2 separate regions of the Rattus norvegicus genome follow, and region 2 is linked to region 1. The links are chromatin contacts, called in public Hi-C maps. All regions are on one chromosome and are shown on one strand. The core of a region is the stretch at or near the end of the contact, and the rest is flanking DNA. Distances in the headings are between cores, read along the strand shown. Region 1 holds the start of Mbd4 (methyl-CpG binding domain 4 DNA glycosylase). Region 2 holds the start of Plxnd1 (plexin D1).

Region 1 (2,552 bases), core at 25-2,524:
AGTGTATTTTAATCACTAAACTATACATTTTAAAAGGTGAGTGAAGGGTGGGAGAGATAGTTCAGTGGTTAAGAGCACTTATTCCAGAGGACCCCAGCACCCACATCAGGGCAGCTTATAACAGCCTGCAACTCCAGCTCCAGTGAATCTGACACCTCCTCTGGTCTCCACCAACACCCATGTTCATACACAAACACATACATAAATAAAAGTGAGTCTCTAGAGAGACCTTCTAACCCAATCTACTTTCTACAAATAGGGAAATAGGGAAACTAAGCAAGGCCTAGAGACTAACCACAATTAGAACCATGGCGTTCTTCTGATGGAATTTGGAATTAAATATCAGCTAGAAGAATCTTATAAGGAGACCAAGTAACTGAAACCTGAGGGAATCACAACAAATGTTAGGTTTACAAAATGGGTCAAAATCCCAGCTCTATTTATAATTAGCTGAGCTTCCAAAGAGAAAGTCACTTTGGCCGCAAAATCTCTTTTCTCCACCCTTAAAGAGGAAGTAACATTTTAAAAAAAGTTTTGTTTGCTTTTGAGACAGGATATTATGCACCCCAGGTTAGCTTTGAGCCCAGAGGCTCATCTTCAACTTCTGATCCTCCTCCCTCCACAGATATACGATCCCAAGCCCGGGTATTCGGTGCTGACGCTCAAACCCACCGCTTTGTGTTTACTGTGTAAACATTACCAACTTAATTAAATGCCCAGATCTTAAAATCGTTTGAGCGGCCAAGTTTTGGGACATGCAAATAAGTGCATCATTTTAGCCCGGACACAACAGTAACTTCCTATGTGACTTTTCATAGGGCTATTTCTGAGGGGCCCTTCCGGCCCAGGCTAACTTGCTTGCATCACAAAACCTCCCTTGTCTTCTCCAGTCAGTCAGGACAAGGAATCGGGTATATCCTAGTTTGTTCCCACAGGGCGACAGCTCTAGGTGTCCGTCACCTTGTGTTGAAGGTTAGGAAGACCCACACAAGAGAGACTCCTCTAAGGCCCGAGAGAGGTTTAAAAACTTGCCAGCGGTCCCAGGGAGGGTCTGAAACTAGGCTCTTTCCAGCAGTGACGGAGGGGACATTGTTGTCCCCAAGGCTTGGGCTCTCCATCCCGGCTGCTTTGGTCCGCGGGGGCGCAGCTGCAGCTCCAGGCCGGGAGGTGGAGTAAAACACAACTCAAAACACTGGGCCGAATCCAAACACTGACGTGAAAATCAGCCAATCCACACAGCAACCTTCCCGCCACCGCTTCAGTTACAGACGCCACAGCCAGGGTCCCGCCAATCAAATCCTCCGTCGTCAAAGCTCCCTGCCCCACCCATCTTGCCTGACCAATCTCTCCTGTCATACTTACGCTTCCGCCTCCTGCGTCCCTGCGCGCTCGGCGCTTCAGAGGAGGAGCTAGGCTCCCTTTTGGACATGCGCACTTGGAGCTTGCGAGCTCACGCGCGACCCATTGCGCATGTGCGTTGCTAAGGGTAGCAAAGGTAGCCGAAGTGGTTTGTGGAGAGAAGCCTGTTGCTGCCGAGGCTGGGAGGAGGGGCCCGAGGCGTGTGGGAAACGGCGATGAGGGCCGTGTTGACGTGGAGAGACAAAGCGGAGCAGTGGTGAGGAGCGGGAAGCTCGGGGATGGTTGGGGAGGCGGCGGGAACCGGCGCGTTGCCATGGCAACGGGCCTGCGGCCTGGGCCAAAGACTCTGATTCGGTGCCTTCAACTCCCCAAAGGAAAGAGAAACCGAGATTCCCGAGGGGGTTAGAGATCACCTGAGGGTGGCGGTCCGCTGAAGCAGTTTATACGTCATCATCATCCAGTCTTACTTCTCTCTTCTCAAAATCCCTCTTGGACTTCTCTCACCCACCTCAGTGTTTTCTCAGCTTCCTGACCTTTGCTACATCGTCAAAGTGCCCATATTTTTGTTTATCTGATATTTTTAAGTTTCTTCTGTTTTTGTTTATTTATTTATTATTTATTATTTATTTATTATTTATTTTTTTATTTTGAGATAGAGTCTCACTTAAAGCTCTGGCTGGTCTGGAATTCACTATCTTGACCAAGCTGGCATTGAATTTACAGAGGTACATCTACTTATGCCTCCCCAGTGCTGGGGTTAAAAACTTTCAAGCAGGAACAAACAGTGCGAGTAACTTGCATATAGGTGCTGTTAAAAGAGAGCGTTTCCACCTGAGCTGAGATCTACTGTGTCTGAAGCCGGACATTTCCATGTAAGGTCAGAGAAACATGTAAGACGCACATCAAATCAAGACATTCTCCTGATCGGAAAGTTTGAAGAATATTTTCATAATTAGTACTTAAGAGTGAGCTTAATTTAATACTTAATTAAAATACTGAGTATTAAGAGTGAGCCCTTCAAGCAAGCATAAGGACTAGAGTTCTGATTCCAGTACCTACATAAAAGCCAGGTGTGGTCCTACATAAACCTGTAACAGTGGTACAGAGGGGAGTTCAGACAGGATGACTGATAGGGTTTGTTAGCCACCAACTTAGCCAGAAAGAGGGGGTCCAAGGTAAGGAGGAGGACCCTG
Region 2 (2,552 bases), core at 27-2,526, 140 kb after region 1:
GGCGCCGGCTCCACAAAGCAGGCGGTGCGCGCTGCACGAATGGCGGCCTGCACGTCGGCGAAGCGGAAGGCGCAGAGCGCGGCCGGGGCGTTGCGGGCACCTGGGGTGCCCTGGGGCCGCTCGAAGACAGCGAAGAACTGCTCGCGCGCGGGGAAGACCGACACGAGGCGGCTGTAGAGGTCACCCCGGCCCGCGCCGCCCGCGCACTGCAAGCCCAGTTGGATGTAGGACTCGGTGAGCTTCTTGGCGTCGCCACCCGCGCCGCGGGGCAGGCAGATGCGCGCCAGCAGGCTGCGCGCCTGGCTGTCTTTATCGCCCGCACGCGCCTCGCTGTTGAGCGCCAGGTACGCGTAGGGATGCGCGCTGTGCGGTGGCACCGCCGGGTGCAAGAAGGCACGCACGAAGCCCAGCTTGTGCTGCTCCTTGGCTCCCTGTTTGATCTTCAGTATGTTGTCGTCCGACGGGTTGAGGTCGAAGGTGAAGAGCTTAGCCAAGTCTCCACGCGCGTCCAGGGAGCGGATAGAGATCTCGGGCGTGTTCTCGAAGCGGTGGTCTTCTAGGCTACGGTTGCGCGGGAAGAAAGCGCTTCCGTAGCCGGTGTACGTGGCGCCCACGAGCAGACGGCTGCCCCCGGTGCCGGAGGCCGGCGGCAGCACTAGTCCCACGGTGGACGCGTTGGGGTGGTTGGCGGCCACGTTGAGCATGCTGGGGAACACGGTGACCGGTTCTGCGGTCGGCGCGGCAGGCGGAAAGCTCACAGCCAGGGCTGAGATGTTGCCCCGGCGCCTCAGTTGGCACAGACCCTGGTAGATGGAGCCGCACGCGACCACCAGACCCTGGCCCGGGTCCAACTGCAAGATTTTGTTGTAGTTGTCCGTGAGGCGCCGCGGGTGCTCGCACGAGGCCTGCGGGAGCTGCGGGGCGTGACACAGCGGGCTGTCCGGCACCGGACCCACGGTCGCCTCGGCCTCCAGGCTCAAGTTGGCACCGGACAGCTGGTACAGGCGGTTCACCGCCGCCAGGTATACGGTGCCCGCCGTGCCGTCCAGGGCGAAGTTGTTGGTGGGCGTGGGCGAGGGGAAGCGGCGCTGTATCTCTAGGGCGCCCGCCCGTGCCGCCCCAAGCAGCAGCAGCAGAGGCAGCGGCAGCAGACCGGGGCACCGCGAGTGAGAGCGCGGAGGCAAGGGGACCGCCGCAGCGGCCCGGGCGCTAGGGGGTGCGCCGCCCGCGGCGCGAGGAGCCATCCAGGCGAGCGCGGGCTGCGCGGCGCGGCGAGTGCATGGGGCGCGGCGCGGCCGGGAGCCGGGAGCTCGGAGGCGGCGAGAGGCGGGGGGCGGGCCCGGGCCGCGAGGCGCTTCCTGCCCGCGCCTGCCGCCCCCGGCCCCGGCGCCCCGGCCCGACTCTGGCGCGGCGCTCAGCCCGGGGGCGGCTCCGTGGAGGCCACGCCCACAGTCCATCCCTGTCCCAGCCGCTTGGTCCACGCCCTTTAGCCCTGGGCCACGCCCCCGGGCCACGCCCCGGGCCACGCCCCGCGGTCCGGGGTCGCTGCTGGCCGTTACTCCGGCAGTCCCAAGTTGCCTGCCACTTCCCTGGTTCCTGGCCACCACATGGAATGTCTTCCTCACGCTTGTTTGTTATCCTTCCTCTTTCTCCTCGTTCTAGTCCTTTTCCTCTTCTGTTTCTGGGCTCCGGTTTGCCTTCCACCGCAGCTCAGAGTTTCGCTCTCTCAATCTCTCCGACTCCTCTACTCTGATCCAGTCAACTCCGCCCCGTGCCTCTCCCGCGTCACACCCTCTCCCTCATCTGTGTTTCTCTCTCTTTTTTTCCTTTCTGTTCCCGCAGCTCTCCCTCTCTATCTTTTCCTCTCCTTGCCCCTAAAGACCTCCATTTCCCCTCAGCCCACCTACCCCTTCTGGCCACAGCACCCACCCCCCACCCCCGCCCTCCTCCCCCTCTGCTCCTCCTCCCCTCCACATGTTCTCCAAGCCTCCTTTTAAAGGCCAGCCAGACCTGGGACATCAGGCCCCTGGGACCCCATGGTCTGTTCCCAAAACTGCCCTGTAAAGGGAGTTCACAAGCAGCAGGCATCCAGGACAAGCTAAGACAAGTAGAAAATTGTTGAGAGAAAGTATATCCCTCTTGGAAGGGCGGGCTGGGCTGAGCAAGGACACCACAGGGCCTTGGTTTCTGGAAAGAGGCAAACCCTGTGGCCCTCCAGGACCTTGCCCCTTAGTCCAAGGTTCTGAGAAAACCTAAAGTCCTTCCACATATGAGCTGGCAGTGGGCACCAGACTCCTTTGATGTCAACTTCAAAGGAACTGGTAGGCACTGGGATAAAGGCAAGTAGTCCTCTTCCTAAGGTCACAGACACCCATGCATGCGGTCATCTCCACAACATGGGGGTGCCCACATGGGATCACACCAAAAGCCAGCTTCCTTAGAAATATTCAACCCATTTTACATACATGGAAACTGAGGCCCTAGAAGTAAAGCTAATGGGGAAGGTGAGACACAGATCCAGTGTTTGAAGCCACAGTCCCAGTTCTCAGTCA

Evidence for each region. Hi-C and Micro-C count contacts between places; a contact is called where the count stands out from the background.
Region 2: a contact with region 1 is called in a Hi-C map of Schwann cells, with 4 times the contacts expected there. The contact joins the promoter of Plxnd1 here to the promoter of Mbd4 in region 1. A contact is called at or near these places in 6 of 12 Hi-C or Micro-C datasets (the Rat2 cell line, Schwann cells, hepatocytes and 3 more).

What each region holds. Positions count from the first base shown.
Region 1 is chr4:150,576,152-150,578,703 of GRCr8, forward strand. It overlaps Mbd4 (methyl-CpG binding domain 4 DNA glycosylase), which reads right to left and starts at 1,275. Exons shown (of 8, transcript NM_001427248.1): 1 at 1,033-1,275. The coding sequence starts at 1,118. It overlaps Ift122 (intraflagellar transport 122), which reads left to right and starts at 1,491. Exons shown (of 29, transcript NM_001309521.1): 1 at 1,491-1,615. The coding sequence starts at 1,575.
Region 2 is chr4:150,713,911-150,716,462 of GRCr8, forward strand. Plxnd1 (plexin D1) reads right to left here and starts at 1,277. Exons shown (of 36, transcript NM_001395052.2): 1 at 1-1,277. The coding sequence starts at 1,244.